2 separate regions of the Mus musculus genome follow, and region 1 is linked to region 2. The links are chromatin contacts, called in public ChIA-PET maps. All regions are on one chromosome and are shown on one strand. The core of a region is the stretch at or near the end of the contact, and the rest is flanking DNA. Distances in the headings are between cores, read along the strand shown.

Evidence for each region. ChIA-PET counts read pairs in DNA pulled down with a chosen protein or histone mark.
Region 1: a contact with region 2 is called in an RNA polymerase II ChIA-PET map of memory CD8 T cells, with 73 read pairs. The contact joins the enhancer-like site here to the promoter of Uqcrfs1 in region 2. A contact is called at or near these places in 1 of 39 promoter capture datasets (the SN4741 cell line), 1 of 15 datasets of contacts at CTCF or cohesin (large pre-B cells), 1 of 484 Hi-C or Micro-C datasets (bone marrow-derived macrophages), 4 of 115 datasets of contacts at active chromatin or transcription factors (CD8 T cells, bone marrow-derived macrophages, effector CD8 T cells and 1 more) and 2 of 9 other capture datasets (adipose tissue and liver).

Annotation. Positions count from the first base shown.
Region 1 is chr13:30,811,912-30,815,712 of GRCm38.p6, reverse strand. It overlaps Exoc2 (exocyst complex component 2), which reads left to right. Exons shown (of 28, transcript NM_025588.2): 28 at 322-1,795. The coding sequence ends at 415. Among named protein-coding and RNA genes, the nearest start is that of Irf4, 65 kb to the right of the region's middle. Within about 2 kb of position 2,047, at least 51 of the 459 cell types and tissues checked have an H3K27ac peak or open chromatin away from gene starts, as enhancers often do. A contact at or near this core is called in CD8 T cells, effector CD8 T cells and memory CD8 T cells, where this site is marked.
Region 2 is chr13:30,544,022-30,547,579 of GRCm38.p6, reverse strand. It overlaps Uqcrfs1 (ubiquinol-cytochrome c reductase, Rieske iron-sulfur polypeptide 1), which reads left to right and starts at 2,264. Exons shown (of 2, transcript NM_025710.2): 1 at 2,264-2,546. The coding sequence starts at 2,333.

The sequences.
Region 1 (3,801 bases), core at 798-3,297, 270 kb before region 2:
CTGGAGGCAAGAGCTGATGCAGAGGCCATGCAGGAGTTCTGCTTACTGGATGCTCCTCATGGTTTGCTCCATCTGCTTTCTTATACAACCTCTCGGACCGCCAGCCGAGAGATGGCACCATCTACAATAAGGTGGGCCCTCTTCCATCAGTCGTTAATTAGAAAATGCTCTATAAGCTTACCTACTTATGGAAGCATTTTTTCAACTGAGGCCCCCTCTTCTCTGATGACTGGTTCATGCCATGCTGATGTACAGCTCACTAGCACAGCTCACTAGCACAGCCCGTCACTGTCAGGATGTAAAACCCTCTCCTCCCTCCAGGTCACTGGAAGAGCTGCTCAACAAGTTCAAGAGCAGCATGCACTTGCAGCTCACCTGCTTCCAAGCTGCGTCTCCAGCAGTCATGAAAACATAGGCTCTGCAAGAAGAGCATCAGACATGGCGGTGGAGACTGTCCTCGTGCTGTGCAGCAGAGATTACACGTCAAGCACTGCATTTAACGTCTCTTTTCCCCAGCATGGTGGTGCAGAAAGATGCCCATGGATATTTAATTTCAATCTATTTAAACTACCATAGTTTAAACATCCAAATAAACAGTTTTTGTTATTGCTAGCTTTGGTCCTGAAAGGCTGTGTAGCATACTCTTCAAAATGCTGTGAGTCTGGGGATTTCTCCATCATGGTCCAGAGCGGCCCATGGTGTGTGTGTGTGCCCTTCTCAGTGCCCCTCTTCTAGGCCTACTGTTGGCAGTTTCCAGCCCAGGTGAGACATTTGAGAAGAGATTTGAAGTCACAGTTTTTAGAGCTTTGTCCTAAACTTTAAAATAACCATTTCATACAAGTGGTTCTAAGCTCCCCACCCTGTTTCTGTAAAGAAAAATATACAGTCTACACATAAAAATGTTAATATTTGGATAAATTTGTGATCCACAAGTCCTCGTATGAACTCTGAATTTCATAGTCTGACTTTCATTTCTCCCAGTGCTAAACACTGAAGCTTGTGGTTCTCACTCAGCCTTAAGCTGATGGATCACTGCAGTGGTGTGGGGAGGGTTCACAAGGACCTGTATGTGGAGGCCCTGTCACACCCACAAGGCCTGGGGAAGGCTTGTGGTCTTCAATGCAGCCTAAAGATGAAGCCAGGCTCCTCGGCAAGGCAGCACTCCCTCCCCCTCTGCCACTTCCCACGCGGTGAAATGTCTTGCTCCATAGCTGGAAAGAGGCTGCTCTGGCATGGGCTGTGTTTTGTAAAGATTTGAGGTGCCCCAAGTGACCAGGCACTGAGCTGTGACTCAGTGGTGAGTGGCTTGCGCAGTAGAGTCAGGTCATTGTGACCTGCAGGCAGCTTTCACCTCACTCCATCCTTCCGTCAGCCTCTGTTGCACTTCACTCTTCAGACTGATCTGTGGATAATGTAGGCTCCTCTTCTAGAGTTGACAAAACTAATTCCAGAGCACAGCATATGTACCCTGTGGATTATTTAAGGTAAATGAGTGTATGTTTATTTATCACAGTGACTGGAAGTAGAAATTGTAATCCTTTGTTGCAAAATAAGTATGTACCGCATTGTCTCCTCCCTGTGTGCTGTTATTATATCTGACATAAACAAACTAAATTCCAAAGCAGAAGTACAGAACCATTTGTTATTTTAAACACCTAATAAATACAGTGCACAAAGCCAGTAGTTGTCCTTCTCTGTAAGACCCCTATCTTTATTTCACCATTTTTATTAGCTCTGTAATTGCTTATATTCCTGATTTTAAAATCCACAATAAATAGTGGAGTTCTCTCTTTTATGTTGTGTTTGTGTCTTCATTGTTAAACACCATGTATCAAGTGTCTTGTTAGTTTCAGTAGGAGTGTGCCATGGACACTACTTCATTGCAGACAGTGCTAGGGCACCAAATAGGCAGGCCAACAGAGAGATGAGTTGCTTCTGAGACGTTAAGGCTGGGAGGCACCTAGAGACCCATGCTTGCACTCACAACCCTGGTTTCCCTTTAAGGCTGGGAGGCGCCTAGAGACCCTTGCTTGCACTCACAACCCTGGTTTCCTGGCGCTGAACTTCACCACAACCCACTTCTTCCTCCCAGGTCAACACAGTTTCTGTCATCCTTCCCCTGGGGCCACAACTCAGGGAGAGCACATGAGCACGAGGGTTGATGAACTCCAGCATCACAGGACATGGAAACACTTAGGGTGGAGAGAATGGAGGGCGGTGCCATAAAATCCCAGATCAAAATGAGGGGTTTCAGAGACAACTTCCAACAAGTCATGGGGGGCTTCTTGGAGGAAGGGGCTTTCGAAAGCTTGAGTTAGAGGTGAGTGGTAAGATTGGTGGTAAAGTAGAGACAGAGCAAGACCGTGAGTCAGAAGGAAGTTGAGAGCCAGAGCAGATCTGACACAGGACACAGAGGACGTGAGGAAGAATAGAAGTGCTCCAGGGCTTCCTTCCTAGGGCAACTTCTGGCTCTAGCAAGGCCATGCCTGTGTGGCTCAGTCAGCATGGCTTCATGAAAGTTAACACATTAGTCTCACCTTTAGAACTAAAGGACTACTAGAAATAATTTGCTTTTTTTTTTCTAAGACTTTCTGTATCAATGTACCATGAAACTGCCATGTTCTAGAAATGAATGGGCATTGCAGGTTGCAAAACAAGCCCCACTGGCACAGACAGCTGCAGCTCCCCGACTCCCATCTCTGTAGGCATTGCATGCAGTTCTTAAAGACAATGCATGGACCGTGTGACATTACACTTGTGCTGTGAGTGCTAGGTAGAGGTGTGGACTTCTATTTTGAATGTGTGCTGTAGAGTACTTTACTATTATGTTAAGAGTTCTATAATTTACTTCAATTAAACTGCTTTAAAATAAAGATTAGGAGAGTATGGGTTTTTAGCTCTGTCCTTTTGATTTTCTCTTTCCTTGGTGTCTGTTATATTGCCTCCTTCTACATCTCTGGTTTTGTTCATTTGGTTAGGAGTTTGTCAGTCTTGTTTATCTTGTCAAAGAACAAAATCTTTATTTCATTAACTATTTGTGTTGATATTTATTTTTTTTATTTCATTAATTTGAGCCCTGATTTTTTGATACCTCTTCCCTAATATTATTTTATATGTAGTGTTTGTTCTTGTTTTCCCTGGGCTTTCAAGTTCATCATTAGACTATTTGAACTCTTCTCTCTGTCTCTGTCTCTGTCTCTCTCTGTCTCTGTCTCTCTCTCTCTCTCTATCTCTCTCTCTCTCTCTCTCACTCTCTATTTCTCTCTGTCTGTTTGTTTTAATGTAGGCATTTAGTGCTCTAAACCTTCCTCTGGCCATCATTGTGGCTCATAGATTTTGGTATATTGTATTTTTATTTTCATTCAATTCTAGGAATTCTTAAATGTCCTTGATTTCTTTTTGCCTCAGTTATCCCAATAGTGTGTTGCTCAGTTTCCGTGAGTTTTGTACTTAGTTTCTGTTGCTTTTGAGATCTGGCTTTAATCCATTATAGGCAAATAGAAGGCAGAACATAATTTTAATTTTCCCATGTTTATATGTGGTCAATTTCAGAGAAAGTCACATAGGCTGTTAAGAAGAATATACTGTAGTGTTTGCATAGAATAATCTACAGATGCCTTTTAGGCCCATTTGATTTATAATGTCATTTAACTTCAGTGTTTTCCTGTTTAGTTTTTGTCCAGATGCCCTCAGCCCCACTGCCACTGTGTGGGAGTTCCTTTGTAATTTTAGATCTAATAGTATTCTTTTATGAAATTGCTTGCACATGTGTTGTGTGTGTGTCCTCGTATGCTTTCTATG
Region 2 (3,558 bases), core at 1,015-3,514:
GTGTTGCTTCATCTTCTACCATGTATGGACACAGTATCCTTCCTACAGAGAACACAGCAATAGGACACCTTCTTTGAAGAAGGGAGTTGTACTGGTCAGCCAACTCTCCCTACTGGTGGTCCCTTCATCGTGGACTTCCAGTTTCCAGATCTATAAGAAGCTTTTTTTTTTTTTTTGATTCTTTGAAAATTATCCAGTCTCAAGAAATTTTAAAGAAAATGGCTGGTGAGATGGTTCAGCAGGTAAAGGTGGATGGTCTATCTGAGGTCTATCCTCAAGACCTGTGAGATAGGAGAGGACCGACTCCCACAAGGTGTCCCCTGACCTCCAAATGTACAGGATGGGACACTTGTGCCATGGTGTGTAGAGGACACAAATGCAAACACATATAAGTAACTAACTAGTCTTAGAAATTTAGTGATAGCAGCACAACCAAGATAGCAACAGTAGGAAAGGAACTTAGCAGGTTTCTGTTAGTTTTGAAAAGCAGGTGAACTGAACCCAAGTCAGAGGTCTGAAGCCCAAAGCTTGAAAACGTTTCAGTAAGATGCAATGGGCCATCCTGGCTCTTGTAGGAGAACTGGCCTCTGACATCCTCAAAAACTGATGACGAACAGACCTATGCCTGGCCCTGGCTCGTCCTTGTTGGGTGGTTTCTCAGCTGAGGCTGTCTGTCCAGGGCCAGCTCAGATGTATATGGTGTCATATGCATCTGGAAAGCTCCATGGTCCATCTCTTGTCAAGCACTGGCACCACCAGCAGCAGTTGGCATCTAGCTGGGGATTTGGTTCCATCATGAGACAGAGCCACAGGCAGGGGCAGTTTGGGGTGAAGACTTCCATCTGGAGATTCAGCTGAGAGAGAAAAGGTTAGATTGATCTCTGCCATGGTGGATATTCACTCCTGGTTCCTTAGGTGAGATCTACATGGAGTGCATGCTTCTCTGGGGTTATCCCAGGTCCTGTCCCTGTTCAGAACATAACTGAATGAAGTGACAGTGACAAGAAAGGACCCAGACTAGGCAGCAAGTATCCTCCCTGGCTAAGGACACCTGCAATCATTCCTCTGTGAGGGCCCGGATCTCCTGGGTGTTGTTTTACATTGCTGCTATAACAAACATAGTGTCTTAAAACAACACAACTACATTGTTTTACAATTCCAAAGGTTTAGAAACCAGCCAAGGTCCTAGAGTCCATGTATTATACAAGCATCATATCACAATCATGCCAGAGTGTGCAGTGCTTAAATTCTTAGTTTTTTTTTTTTACTGTTTTTTCTTTTTAAACCCTAAAAGAATAAACGAAGTATTTGGTATAGAGAAAGTTGTATGGATGAGAACTTCATTCTTTGAAAGTGAATGCCATCTCTAAACTCAATTGTCTGTGTGAACTTGAAATCAAGGTTTGTTCTACTTGGAAAAGTGGAGATTTTCAAGTGTAAGAGGGATTAACGTTTATTAGCACCTCACAGAGACTTTGTTAGTGGTGTAGTCAGAACTGAAAGAGAAGTTAGAAAGTTGGCAGTTTTCTCACTATGTGAAGGAGAGTAAGAGTCCCTCCCTTTTGTACTGCTGAACATCACTTGGGAAACCCCACTTGTTCAGAAACAAACAAACAAACAAACAAACAAAAACCCCTCAGGGGTCTACAATACTCCACTGCTTCCTGGCAATCTATGCAGAGCAAAGGGTCTAAGGACCAGGTCCTTCACTGGTAAAATGCTGGTATCAATAGTGTTATTTCATCAAGATCATAATTACAAATGAACAACGAAGGAAACTACCAAATCAAAAGCGTAGTAGATCATGAATAATCGTAAGCCACCGTTTTGTTTTGTTTTGTTTTGTTTTGTTTTTGTCAAACCTTGCATATAGGTTTCTGGCTCTTTTGTTGTAAGAAGATCAAAATCGTCTTGGCAAAAGACAAAAAGCGGTTGGTATTTATTCTAGGTGATAGGCGTTAGGAAGTAGTAGTAGCCTGTTGTTTTTTTTTTTCTCATGCCTCGGTCGTCCCCGATTTAAGGTTTTGCCCTAAATGAAGGATCTCAATCACGACCACAAGAAATCCCTCCCGACTTCGGTTTTCCTGGGGCAGGGCGACCGAGTCAGACACCAGAGTGTCTCCAGGCCCTGCCCTTTCCTGCCCGGGCCCCAACCTGCGCCCGAAGCCACGCCCCCAACGCGGCGTCCCTCCCGATTCGCTCAACCTTGCGAAACGCCCTTTCCGGCGTCGCGCTGACGTCACAAACCCTGCGCCTCCCGCTCCTCTTCGGGCCGTCGTTCGAACGAAAGGTCGTCCCTGTGACCGACGAGGTGGTTTGAGCAGCTGTCGCCATGTTGTCGGTCGCCGCCCGCTCGGGCCCGTTCGCGCCCGTCCTATCGGCCACTTCCCGCGGGGTGGCGGGCGCGCTGCGTCCTCTGCTGCAAGGCGCGGTGCCCGCCGCCTCGGAGCCACCTGTTCTGGATGTGAAGCGACCCTTCCTGTGCCGCGAGTCCCTGAGTGGCCAGGCCGCAGCCCGGCCTTTGGTGGCCACGGTGGGCCTGAACGGTGAGCCGGCTTCGGAGTACCCCGATCTCGTTCCCTGCGGCGGCGGAGGGCGGTGTGCTGGGATGTGGTGGGCCGGCCGCGGCTACCTTGGCAGGCCGAGCGCTCCCCGGAGCAGGCGGGCTCACGGTGACGGGATGCTCCCGTAGCTGCATCCCCCAGGAGTCAGGAGCCGGTCTGCACGTCAGTCTGGGTTCCCTCCTCAGGCTTCACTTGACTTTCTTGATTAAGATCGGCCTCCCTGTATCATGGCTAAGATACTGTTAGTTACAGGAATTTGACCTTGGGCAAGTTTCCTCGATGTTACCACAACTTTGTAGGGGTGTTGTGAGTCTTACACTAGAGAATTCTATGTAAAGCCATTGGTACGGTTTAGACGATAAGTGTTCAAAATAGAAATTGAAACAACCATGTAGGAAGTTGTCAGTGTACTGGTACAGTCGCTTTTCAGCATCTTAACTCCCTAGCAGCCCCATCCCTATAGACACAAAACCAGCCCTGTCAGTTCCACTGTAGGGGATCAGCAGTGGTTTCAGATACCAGGCTCTACGGCTTTCATAATCTTACTTAGTCGTGAAGGCGAGGCAGTCAGAAATGATACTTTTTTTTTTTTTTAATACAGAAAACAGAGGTGAAGTGACCCACACAGTGGGAATCTATGCAGTGCGGTCTCTTCCTAGTTTATCTAAGTCTGCTTCACATTCCCTTGTGACTTAAAAATCTAGAAAGCTTTCTGGTGTCTCCTGAAATGTGGGAAGCTGCACTGGGCTCGTTTGGTTTCTGCTCCGATAGTTGACTGACTCTTCACTTTTTCAAGTAGATTAAACCTTGATTTCAAGTTCACAGGGACCATTGAGTTTAGAAATATCATTCACTTTAAAAGAATGAAGATCGCATCCATATAGCTTTCTCCTCTATACCAAGCAAAGTAACATACTATGATTGTTCAGTGTATTACCTACTTGGCACTGCTTGGGGTTGAGTTTATGACCTTTCTACATGTCAACCAAATTGC